Regions from separate parts of the Sus scrofa genome. Here region 2 is linked to region 1. A link is a contact called in public HiChIP or PLAC-seq data. All regions are on one chromosome and are shown on one strand. Each heading gives the region's core, a stretch centred on a gene start, on an enhancer-like site or on the middle of the called end of the contact. The rest is flanking DNA. Distances are from core to core; before and after follow the strand shown.

Region 1 (6,338 bases), core at 767-3,266:
TTGCTGCCTGCCAGACCACTAGGTGTCACTTTAGATACACGAATGTGGTTAGAGTTTCCCATGGCTAAGAAGCTATTAGAGACCTTTTGGCCATTTTAACGAAGAAATGAGTGTGTGTGTATTTGGGGGGGGGGATTCTGAATCTAGTCATGGCCATGTGTTTTCACATATTGGATTGTGATTCACTTGCCTTCCAGATGAGGTCTTGCAGCGCTTCCTTCCCTTCGGTGGTATTCATATTCTGGGATGCTCCTGCTACAGCTTCCCATCCTGCTGTGTGTTCTGTGTTGTCTGTAGTAGTGACCTTAATTGATAAACGTTTGAGCGCCTCTTGTGTGTCAGGTACTGTGCTAGACTCTGGGGAGACAGAGCTGAGCTGGGACCTGGCCTTTACCCTCAAGGAGCTCACAGTCTGTTTGGGGAGACTGACCGGTAAATAATTATACTCTACTGTGCTCAGTAGTATGATGAAGGGACCTAGGAGGTGCTGTAAAAGCACAGAGGAAAAATGATTCTGCCTGAAAGGGTCATAGTATGGCTCATTGGGAACTCGACAAAGGAAGAGAACGAGATAAGTGCCAGTGCATTTCACGTAGAGGGCACAGCATGAGCAAAGGCAAGGAGGCTCCGGAGAGGACAGGACCTGGGGAGAGCCTCGGTCGAGGCTGGCTGACACGGGGTGTGTGGTAGAGAAGGGGGGTGGGGGCAGGCTGGAGCGGCGGGGCTTGCTCGTTTGAATGCCACGCAGAGGACTTGAGCCTTGGTCCTGTGAGTGGCAAGCCCCTCTCGAGGCTTTTGTCAAGGCAATAAGCTGGTGAGTCCTGTGCTTCAGACGCCCACCTCGAGGTTAGAGGCAGTTGCTCCAGTTGCTCCAGACCCCATCTGTCAGAAGGAGGCTCGGGCCTGAGCAGCTGGAATGGACAGGAGAGAAGATCTGAGGAGCAGTTTAGAGAAAGAATGAATAGAGTTGCCGAGCGCTCGCATCGAGGTGACAGAGGAGTCAAAATGAGCTTCTTCATGATGAAGTTGTTCCCTGGGTAGAGAAAGCAGGAATTTGAAGCAGATAAAGAGAAATTATGAAGAACCAAGGCTGATGTCTACCCATTAGTTTCTGGAAAAAAAGCCCTGGAATTGAACCCTCTCTTCAGTCATAACAGAATGTTGCCAGGAGAGCTGAGGGGCCTGCAGACAGGCAGCTCCCTCCTGGCACTGCGGTGGGCCAGTCTTGTCTTGGGACCTACCCCATAGTTGCTCCTCAGCAGCGAGGGCAGTGCTGCTGTCCCTAACACTTGCTCGCAGTGGGCTGAGAGTCAGAGACGACAAGGAGGTCTTTCTGAAACTGGTAAGTGGGGTTGGATTGCAGGAGGAGAACGTTAGCAGAGCCTGCTTGCCTTAGGATCCAAGCTGTTGCTAAGGAAAGTGGCAGGAGCCAAAGCACCAGCCGCCATGTAGCAGCACGGAAACCTTAACCGTTCTGGAGCTTCTGCGTTGAGAAAACGGGCTGCCTGACAGTGTGTGAATAGACCCTTTTTTTGGCTTTGAGATCTCATTTGCTTTCTGTGTTTCTCCCTCAGGGTTGGTGTTGATTCAGACCAAGAACATTTGGTAAATATGCGTTTGTGTTGTCTCTGGCGTTTCTGTTGAATGTGCAGTCGCTGGGAGAGAAAACTCATCTACTGTAGACTGCGTGCCACTATTATTTAGATCCTGTCTTGTTTGCATCAGCTTTTCACTGACATCATTCCTGGCTTTTCTCACTGCTCAGCAGAGACAAAACTGAATTTTAGGCAACATGTGGTGATCCAGGGTGACAGCTCTCCTATCTGTGGGCCAACCTGGGCTTTGGGCACAGCCGAGAGCAGTTCCTTCAGTGCTCCTGGGTTTTCAAGTGCCTGCCCTGGCACAGGCAGCCTTTTTCCACTTTGGTTTGCGCATAAAGGCTTGTCTCTGATGTCAGCCCCACTCCAGCTGCTCTTCCTGTGGAACTTTCAAATTGGATGACCAGCAGCTGCCCTTGAGAACTGCCTGGAAGCTTTGGAGTCTTCAGCCAGTCTTCCCGCCTGTTCAGCTTTCTTAGCCTGAGCCTCAGCCCTGCCCACGTTTCCTGGCTTATTTACCTCCATGTGTCACTTTCTCGGTTGGTCCTCTGAGCTTGAGCCTGTAGACGAATGCAGTGTAACCCAGTGCCTTCCCTCAACTGACCACCCTTTTCTGGTTTTTCCCTCTGCTTTATTTTGTGGGGGTGGCACTCGCGGCATATGGGAGTTCCTCTGCCAGGGATCCAACCCGAGCCCGAAGTTGTGACCTGCACCACAGCTGCAGCGATGCCGGGTTCTCAACCCACTGTGCCTCAGGGGAGCATCTGCCCTCGGCTTCTTAATGCTTTCTGAGCAGCATCACTGAATATGTCCCTCTGCCCCAGACGTGAGGTGGGAAATCACAGAAATTAGGGTTTTGAAGATGAAAAGCATCACTTTCAAAAGACAGTTCTTTTTCTTGTCTGAAACAAGCCCTAGTCTGTTTTTTTGTTTTTTGGGTTTTTTTTTGTCTTTTTGTCTTTTTTAGGGCCACACCTCGGCATATGGAAGTTCCCAGGATAGGGGTCGAATGGGAGCTACAGCTGCTGGCCTACACCACAGCCACAGCAATGCCAGATCCTCAACCCACTGAGCGAGGCCGGGGATCAAACCCACGTCTTCATGGATACTAGTCCAGTTCGTTAACTACTGAGCCATGATGGGAACTCCCAGCCCTAGTCTATTTGTCTTCAGGGTGTAGTTCAGGAAAAAACCCATTTAGCAGATTCATTTCCTATATGTTCATTTTGCCAGCTGTTTAGTCATGAGTATGTATGTGACATAGTACTTGCCTCTTCTGTGGTCAGAACCTGAAAGTATAATTTCATGGGCTTGAAATACTTGTGCAAACCAGGCTTAGATAAATTCCATAAGGCTGAGCTGCTGGGATAGCTTCCAAGGGGTAATAGCCCCTCAGCGCCTCCACCCTCACGTCCAAACAAGAAGAGCTATCAAATGGCTCACCAGACAGATGCTTGATCACCATCTGCATGGGTCTCCACCTGCTCTGTCACCCCTGTCACCACAGGGGAGAAATGGAAATGGAGTGAGAGGGGGACAGTCAGGTGCTGAGTACTGGCTGTAACATCCAGAAAAAAAAAATACCATTTTTACTTTGCCCTCAAAGCTGTATGGATGCCCTCGCTGAGCATATTGTTTACTCAGTACTTCAGGTGTCCATCCGAGAAGCGCAGAGGAGGATTATAATAGGTATGGAGTTGAGGAGGGGGGGGAACAGGTGTTCTTGTGGTGAGAAGATCGAGGGATTTATAGATTCATTGCTCTTCAGAAAGCGGAGACGTACCAGCCAACACCTCCTGGTGTGAGAGGAAAATTGGGTGCTTCTTGGCTCTTATAAGCCCACCCGGTGCTCTTAAACGTTGCGTGTGGGCCTGTGTGCTGCTGCATGTTGAGAGGAAGATTCATTTATTTCAAGAATCAGGAAGAGCAGGAACCCAAACCCAGAATCAGAACTCTGCACTCTTCGAAATTCATGGAACCATAGACCATTCATGCTGGAAAGAGCCTTTAAGTCACGTTGCATCCATGAAAAAACTCAGGCCCGGAGAGGGAAGGGCCCAGCCAGGTCGTGTCAGAGCCAGACGGGCCAGACTGACCACACCGTATTACACATAGGGACCCACTTTAGGCTTTTGGAAGCTGTCTATGCAGAGGCCTGCTTGCTCTGCATGTTTTCCCTTCGGCCAGTCCAGCTCACCATGGACTTTCCCTGTTTGCTTGCCTTTTGTTAGTGTCTAAGAATAATAGCGGCAGCTTTGAAAATGCCAGTTACTTTTGGGGCCCATGACAGCTCTTAAAGACTGGGATGTCGATGTGATGTTTTCTACTTAAGGTATAGTTCACATTGTGGGTGTAAACCTTTCAGATTTAGGGGTGAATTATCCCACATGGGTTTTTTTAAATCCCTCAGTGGGCTCATAAATCAGCAAGCAGCCTGAGTAACGGAAGTGTTTGGAAAAACACTTCAGTTTCTTATTCCCAAGCTGCAGTATACAAGCTAGTACATTTCTTTTTTTGTCTTTTGTTTTGTTTTGTTTTTAGGGCCACACCCGCGGCATATGGAGGTTCCCAGGCTAGAGGTCAAATCAGAGGTACAGCTGTCGGCCTACGCTAGAGCCACAGCCATGCCAGATCTGGGCTGTGTCTGTGACCTACACCCCAGCTCACGGCAACGCTGGATCCTTAACCCACTGAGCAAGGCCAGGGATCAAACGCACAACCTCATGGTTCCTAGTCGGATTTGTTTCTGCTGTGCCACGACAGGAACTGCAGCTAGTACATTTCTGATGTTACCCGTGTGGGAGAGGATCTCAGATGTGGTAGGCGATATTTCTGAGTCTACAGAGAAGTGATTCTTAAATGTGTTTTTATCTTTGTGTATGTATTGATTTATTATCTGTTTGCAGGGTATTCCTGAAAGTGAAAGAAGAACCACCAAAGCAGAGAGTGCCTGGCTTTTCCGGATATGGTACAACTTTGATCATAAGTATCCTTGAGAAAAAAATTGGTAGTGTGGACACGGACAATTACAGTTTTTTTGTTTGTTTCCTTGTCTTTTTAGGGCTATACCTGAGACATATGGAAGTTTCCAGGCTAGGGGTTGAATTGGAGCTACAGCTGCCAGCCCACACCACAGCCACTGCACTGTGGGATTCGAGCCTCGTCTATGACCTATGCCAGATCCTTAACCCACGGAGCAAGGCTAGGGATCAAACCCGCATCCTCATGGATACTGGTTGGATTCGTTTCCACTGCGCCACAGCGGGAACTCCAACAATTACAAGTTAATGGAACAACTGTTTTGACTACCCTCGTCCTGAGCTGAGACGTAAAAGCGGTCATTGTTCCTCCCTTTCCTCTGCAGTGCAGCGGAGAAGGTTACTAACGGAAACCCACGAAACCAGTAGGGACTGCTTCCTGCAGATGCTGGCTGCGTGCAGGGCCTCGGGAGACCTTGTGAGAGCCTTGCTTTGATATATAGGTTTATTTATCAAGCACACTCTAATATTTATTGTCCTTCAGCTAATTCAATGAATGCCACAAAAAGTATTTGTTGGTTCTTGTCAGTGTTCTTGCTAGGGCAAAAGAGGAAGGGCTGCCTTAGGAAAAAACCATGAGAAAGAAATGCAGCAGTGCTGGAGACCACAGTGAGCCCTTTTTCTGTGGCCTTTCCAGAGACTGGGAGATTCTGCTCTCCACTCGGAGTGCCAGTGCTTCCTTATTTTTACCGGATTCCTTTCTGGTCCTATTGCAACAGTCTTCTTCAGAGCGCTCCTTTAGGTGGGGTTACAGATAGTAACCTGTTTAAATCATGCCTTTTGAAAAGCATTTTATCACTCGCCGTTTATTAATTTCCTCTTTGAAAATTGAAGTAGAAAAAGGGACCATGGAGTTCTTTCTAGCTGAGACCTGTCAGTAAATGAATCAAACCCTGGTTTATGTTCCATTGAAGCAGATTTGGGACAACCGTGTAAAATGTTTTTTCCTTGCTTTTGACTTTCTCATCAAAACCTTCTATGTTTAAGAAAAATACATGTGACACTTATCATTAGAAACTACTACTTTATTCTCTTTGCTAGAATTTTACATTCGCTTTTTGCAAGAACTCAAGATTAGATTAATATATGAAAACATGAATGCCGCATATCTCTGGTATTAAGACTCCCATTAGAGAGAGAGAGATGCTGCCTCTTTAAAATTGTTGAAAAATTATGTCATTATTTTTGGCTCCATTATCAGCATTTTGGGTATAAGCCACTCCCATATCTCTTGGGGCTTTTTCATCCCTCTGGTTTAACAAAATTGTTCAGTTTTTCCTGCCTAAAATGTTTTGTGCATTTTCTGCATAATATACAAAGTAACTAAATGATACGAATGTAGCAAAAGAGTAGAATAATTTTTTCTATGTATTCTTACAGAAGTAAACACCAAGAATTGTTTGACTCAGTATTATTAGCCTCAGACTTGGTAAATTTGATTCCTAGTGCCCTGGTAGAACTAAGCATTCATCATTCCAGATTTCAGTTCCTTTGTGCAGCCAGATTGTTCTAATTGAAATGTAACTTGACTACAGTAATGTATACAAATCTTAAGCTTACAACTTGATGAATTTTGTCTTACGTATACTCCTGTGTGCCTGCCACCAATATAGAGAGAGCATTTCAAGCACCCTAGAAGACACCACCTTCCCTGCAGTCAGTACTGCCTTCCTGAAGGCCTGCCCCATCCCAGCCAAAAAGG
Region 2 (6,500 bases), core at 2,926-5,425, 200 kb after region 1:
TCACAAAAAATGCAACAGTTGAAGATGGGCAATTGAAATAAGGGACTAGGAAGACTACGGACTTTTGAGATTTTAGTTGCCACTGAGGAAGGATATCTGGGAGCCATTTAACAGAGTACCCTTGAAAGCAACATCACAATTGCTGCCATAGGAATTGCCTTTCAAAAGGGAAAAAGGATTTTTTTAAATCCCAGAGGCCTAACAGCTCAGATAGATAATCCATGAATCTAGATAAATCTGAAGATTAGACTCTTCTCAGCTTCCTCAAGTTATTTAACCAGCATCAGTTTTGTGGACAATTATCCTCTGAATTTGAGTACTAGTATATTAAGAAAATTCTTAAATAAAATATAGTCTATAAATTAATCAAATATCATCCGACACATCCTTCTCCCACTCACAGCATTTCTGTGTGAACACAGAGAAAACCACTGTTGTTTTCACACATTTGGTTTTCCTGATTAAAAGTCCTAAGGAAAGTCCACATTTTGGTACAAGTTAGTTGCCATAAGGACAATTTCCCTCAAAACGTACAATTGTACCAGATTAAAAGGTCTCATTAATCAGAAATAACCTTAGAAGTAGCTGTGGTGTGAATAATGAACCAAATCATATGAAGGTTATAATATCAAATCTGATTTTTTGAACTTTACATCCAAATTCCTACTGGCAAGAAATACATTCACCAAAAAGACAGGCTCTAAAAATGATTTGAAGTGCCCAGGTAACAGGGGAAAGCCTTTATGTGTGGACTTAACAGAATGAACATTTTAGCCAACTCCATTCCCAGAAGGAATTTACTTAATTTACATTATAGCAACATAAAGTGCGATAGAATATTTCTGTAGGGGTTTTTTTGTTTGTTTTTTAGGGCATATGGAGGTTCCTAGGCTAGGGGTCGAATCAGAGCTACAGCTGCCAGCCTACAACAAGCCACAGCAACACCGGATCCTTAATGAGGCCAGGTATCGAAACTGCATCCTCATGGGTGCTAGTCAGATTCATCCCCACTGAGCCGTGACGGGAACTCCTATTTCCGCAGTTTTTATACTAACTCTAAATTCCAAATTAAAAGTTATCTTTTGCCTGTAGATGAAATAAATAAAGTGGATATTATTCTTTTATTTTTTTACAGATGAGAAAACTGGAGATAAATACAACTTTCCCAGATCACACAGGTAGCAAATGGTAAAGCCAGAACTTAATTGATTAAAAAGCAACTCTAGTTTGAAATATCACATAATTATCAAGGTCCAGACTGTGCAAAACTGACGTCAACCTCTATATGACTTAGTTTAATATTCCCACCTCAGCTACTTCTAAGGTACAATAGAGCTACTTCTTTTTACAATACCATGGTGAAGGAATTAAGGTCTAAATTTATAAGACTGATTCAACAATAAGTAAATGGGTTCTGTATTTCCAAAATATACTTTTGGAAATACAGCAATGGAAATCTTTTAAAGCATTTACCATTTTTAAAAGAAAGCACTATTACGCTGTAGCTAAGAAAGGCCTAAGTTTAGAGAAAATGTGTAAAAGACATTACAAAAAGAAAACCATTCTTCCCTCATCGAAGGTGAGAATCATCCCAGCTATCTAGCCCAATAAAAGCCCCAGAATGAAATGAACCAAACACAGTTGCCACTAGGAAGCCAAAGTTAAAGAATGCTTTACACCTGATAAATTTTTAAAAGACGTCATTGAAATTTTGAGGCCGCTTCTGGACATAAAGCATTTTAGGTCATTTCCAATATAGTAGAAAATCTCTGCTTCTCTCCAGAAACCTCTCTTCCTCAAAACACACACACACACACACACACACACACACACACACACACACACGCTCAATCTATGTCACAAGAGCTCTGTTTAAGAATGGTGATAATTAAAGAATGGTAATAATCTTTTTAAAACTGCCCAAGCACAATCACCCCCAAATGCTTAATCCATGAGATGTCAATGATACTCATCCCAATACTTACCAGCAATTCTACATTGTCTGCCACAGCTGTTGCTCTTGAAATCACTCTGAATTCTGACATAAAAATCTGTAGCATCCCTGCCTCTCCATGACCTTTCTTCTATACTCATTAGAAATATTAGATCACATAAACAAATATTTTTTATTAGGTAGCAACGGACATGGATGGCAAAAAAAAAAAAAAGATTTCTTTTTTAATTATAAGAAGGGCTATGGTTATGGCAGAGAATACCATGAAACCAATCGCTACAGATTGATACAGTGCTATTCACTCTTATTTGGATACACAGAATAAAAAGAAGCAATTGCTAAAGTCTTATCAGGAGCTCTTGCTGGATATAGCTTTCAAAGTGTAGGGGGCTGGGGGTGTCTAGCAGCAGAGACTTTCTTCCAACAGCCCAGTCCCTGAGCCTTCTCACAGCTGCTGGCCCAGTCCTGAATCCGCCTTCATTCAAAGCTCAGCAGTTGGGAGCGGTGTGGTCTCTCGCAGATCCATTCCACCCGCACCCATACCGACGACCTCTGGTCCCAGCCTATGACAGTCTGCATGTCATCTGGCCAGGAAGAGGGTAAGAAAATACGAAGAAAAAAAATAGGAAACCAAAGAAATCTGCAATTGGGGAACCACAAAAATAAGTCGGACTCAGGGAGTTTTGCCTAAAACAGCCCCAAGGTCTACTATTATTTGGATAATGGAAAAGAAGCCATTGCCACACAAAGTGACAGAACATTTCATTGACTCTTTGTCCCCTTCAGGAAAATGCTGCCACCATGAGGTTAAGTTCTAGTCAAGGTGGTTCTCTGTGAAAATTTAGCATGTGATGTTTTCAATTCCTAATATGAAATGGGCAGCAAGGATGGGAACTAGGGTTCTGAGTTATGCCTTTTTTGGGCGGGGGGGGGGAAACAGCTTTAAGGTTTTGGTTTGATATACTGTCAATTCCAGCAACTGCCCCATATAAAATTTAAATACTTTTCAACATTCAATATACAAATACTTTGGGGGATTACCCAGAATGCGGGTTAGTTCAGGGAAACAAGTCAGTTATCAGGGAGACTTGGGTGGCACTAATAAAGCAATGCGAATTGCCTGCCAACTCTCCCTCTAGGTGAACCATAATAAGCTAGAGACAGAAGAGGCTCTCTCCCTACGGAATGATGAAAAGTCTATTTGCGTCTGACATATTCTCTGGGGAGTTAATTCAAAGCGTTCTGAAGTAACAAAGCCTCTCAGGCTAAATTATTTTTTCAAATGCAAATCCAAAATCAATACGGTTGTTTCATTCAAGCTCAGAGAGGAGGAAGCTAACCTGAGAACTAAAAGCAACCTCTCACAAGCAAGAAATACTATCTCGCTCAAGCAGGGGAGCAGTCCCCTGGGCAATGCGCTGCCAACGTTTCTAAAATTAACGATTTTTAAATCGTTATCAAGGAGGGAAAAACTTTTTGGCGATGGGGCCCGTTGAGGAGAACCCTCTGAAGTGCTGACTCCCGTTCGGTTCAGCCTAAGGTCTGCGACAGGTCCCACGGAAGGTGACACCGTGGCCAAGTCGTGTGCTACAGGAGGCAACCCAAAGCAAGACCACCCCCCCAGGCCCCCTCCTCACCCGACCTTGACCAGGAGGATGCGGGAGACGCAGCCTTGGGCCAGACATGGGTTGCGACCCTGAGAGAGGATGAAAGCTCGAGCGCCCGGGGCAGAGGGCAAACTCCAGGGCTGCCCGGGGCCGCGAGGGCGTCCGCCGCCCCCCGAGGGCAGGCGGGGCTCGGGACCGTCCGGGGGGCCCCGGGTCCCCGCCCTCCCGCCCCAGCAGCGCCGTTAGTTCTCTCGCGCGCCGCCCGCCAGGGTGCGGCTAGGGCCCGCGGTCTCCTCTCCGGTCCCATCACGGCGCCGCATCCCGTGTCCGGGCGCTCTGGCACAGGTGAGGGGAGGACCGGACGGGGCGCGAGGTGTCCGGAGTCAAGTTGTCCGGCGCGGGTCGCGCCGCTCCGACGGTCCCTGGGGCCGCGAGAACCCTGCTTCCCGCGCAGCCCCGAGCTCCCCTCACCCCCCCGGGAGCCGCCGGCCGGCTCACCCATCCGTTCCCGCAGCCCCTTCAGGGACGTGCGGGTGCGCTCCGCCATCTTCCGAGGGGCTGAGTCCCGAGCCGCAGCGGGCGCTGGGGCCCCAGTGCGCAGGCTCTGGCGCGGCTGCCGCGGGGGCCGGGGCCGTGGCGCCGGGGGGCGGGGCGGGGCGGGGCGGGGCCCAAAGGCAGCCGCGCCCACCCCGGACCCGCAATCGCCGCAGGGCTGCCTCCTGTGCACCAGGTTGGGAACCAGGTTGGGCGACCCCCTGTGTAAAGAAACCCTCTCCTACGTCCGGTGCTCTCCCCGCACCCTCATTCTGGAGGCCGGCCAATCATCAGCCGGCTTGGCCCTCCAGCATTCCTTTTTTCTTTCCATCACTTCTACCTACCTTTCTTCATCCATTCATTCACTTTCTAAGTGACTCCTGGGTGCGCTTGCATCATGAGTTAGTCTTTGAAACACTACAGAAAGGCCCAAATTGGGGGGAGAGGCCCAGGGAGAGGTTGGGAGAGAGAGAGGTTCTTGTGGAGTGTTAAGGGCTGAGTAAAGACTTTCTTAAATAGTCTTGACACTATTAAGACACTTTAGGTTGTCTAAAGTTGTGTGAATTATCTTTAGGCTGTTTGTGGGTCATTAAAGTGAAGGAGAGGACATTGCTGTTAATCTCTCCGGATATAGATAGATATTCCTAAATTCTTAGTATCCAGAATGCATAAAGATCGTTAAAAAAATACTTATAACCGCGCAAAAGTGAGCAAAAGGTATAAACAAGCCTTTCATCGGAGAGGAAACACAATAAGCATAAAATGCTCACACTCTTAAGCACTCAACAGAATACCAGTGAAAACCACAGGATAACATGTTACACCTACAGATTTGGCAAAAATTAAAGAGTGGACACTAAGTGCTCCTGAGGATGTAGTTTAATATTACTGGGGCAAAATAGCACTGTAAATCAATTATACTTCGGTTTTAAAAAATCCTAGTGGGGAAAAAAGTTTGGCATTATAGCATCTGAAGCCCTGCTCCTGCCTATATACAGACACCAGCACTTTTAGCAGGACATACATGATTAGGGCACCAGCAAGCACATATACATACACACTAATTCAGTTTTGATGGATTTACCTGGCACTTCACAAAGAGAAAATCTAGAAAAATGAAACCTCACTTCTGCAGTTTCTTGCAAAAATGTTGAACCCACTGTTAGATGGTGAACCCATGTAATAGTGAGGAAACATTCAGACAAATCCAAACTATGGCATATTCTGCAAAACAACTGACCTGGAATCTTCAAAATGAAAGATTAAAAGCAAATTTCAGGAGGAATTCCTGCCATGTCACAGAGAGTTAAGAACCTGACTGCAGCGGCTTGGGTCGCTGAAGTTGTGGTTCTATCCCTGGCCTGGTGCAGTGAGTTAAAGGATCCTTCATTGCCACAGCTGCAGCTCCAGTCGGAGCTGTGGCTAAATTCAATCCCTGGCCCAGGAACTTCCATGTGCCCTGGATCAGTGGACTGTTTCAGATCAGAGGAAGCTAATGAAACCAAGTGTAATAATGTATGATCTTTGATTAGAACCTAGATTAAAAAAAAAAAACAACTTGGAGTTCTCATTGAGGTGCAGCAGAAACGAATCTGACTAGCATCCGTGAAGCTGGCCTCACTCAGTGGGTCCAGGATCCGGTGTTGCCCTGAGCTGCAGTGTAGGTTGCAGATGCGGCTCTGATTCCTCGCAGCTGTAGCTCTGACTCGACCCCTAGCCTGGGAACTTCCATATGTTGTGGGTTTGGCCCTAAAAAGCCATAAAAACAAAACGAAGAAACCAAAAAAAAAAAAAAAAAAAACTCTAAAGGGCATTCATTACTGGGACAATTAAGAACGTTTGAATATGAACTGTACAATAGATATTATTATATCAAAGTCAAATTTCTTGGGTTTGAGAATGAGAATGATATTGTGGTCTTGTAGTGTCCTTTTTCTTAAGAAGTAAATGCTGAAGAATTTAGCATCATAATGTCTGAAACTTACTGTCAAGTAGTTTGGGGAGAAAACAGAGCAAATATTACAAAATGCTAAAAACTGGTAAATCTAGATAGTTTCACAGATGCTTATTTTACTTTTTCAACTCTTCTGTGGGTTTGAAATTTTTCAAAATAAATTGGAGAATTTTTTTTTTGAAATCTAGAAAGATTGTCTTCAGCTTACTTCTAGGCATCACCATTTTGGAAAAAAAACGTTTTGGAACTACGAATATGGGGAGGCACTCTCTGAAATCTTTTCAGATTTAGAACCTATAAAGGCCTATAAAGGGACAATAAACAGATCTACAAAACACCAAATACATGCAGCATGTGCCTGCAGCTGGGTGAGTAAAGTGGCTCCCTGGAGCTCAGAGGGATGAGAATTCATTCACGATTAGGGTAATCAGAGAAGACGTTGTGAAAAAAC

Evidence for each region. HiChIP or PLAC-seq counts read pairs in DNA pulled down with a chosen protein or histone mark.
Region 2: an H3K27ac HiChIP or PLAC-seq map of skeletal muscle shows a contact between it and region 1. The contact joins the promoter of MAP7D3 here to the enhancer-like site in region 1. A contact is called at or near these places in 18 of 47 Hi-C or Micro-C datasets (alveolar macrophages, brain, embryonic fibroblasts and 10 more) and 2 of 2 datasets of contacts at active chromatin or transcription factors (alveolar macrophages and skeletal muscle).

What each region holds. Positions count from the first base shown.
Region 1 is chrX:111,216,200-111,222,537 of Sscrofa11.1, forward strand. SLC9A6 (sodium/hydrogen exchanger 6) reads left to right here. Exons shown (of 17, transcript XM_005657924.3): 14 at 1,575-1,605; 15 at 4,505-4,584. Among named protein-coding and RNA genes, the nearest start is that of SLC9A6, 43 kb to the left of the region's middle. Within about 2 kb of position 2,017, at least 13 of the 83 cell types and tissues checked have an H3K27ac peak or open chromatin away from gene starts, as enhancers often do. A contact at or near this core is called in fetal skeletal muscle, retroperitoneal adipose tissue and skeletal muscle, where this site is marked.
Region 2 is chrX:111,416,055-111,422,554 of Sscrofa11.1, forward strand. MAP7D3 (MAP7 domain-containing protein 3) reads right to left here and starts at 4,176. Exons shown (of 16, transcript XM_005657925.3): 1 at 4,060-4,176. The coding sequence starts at 4,108.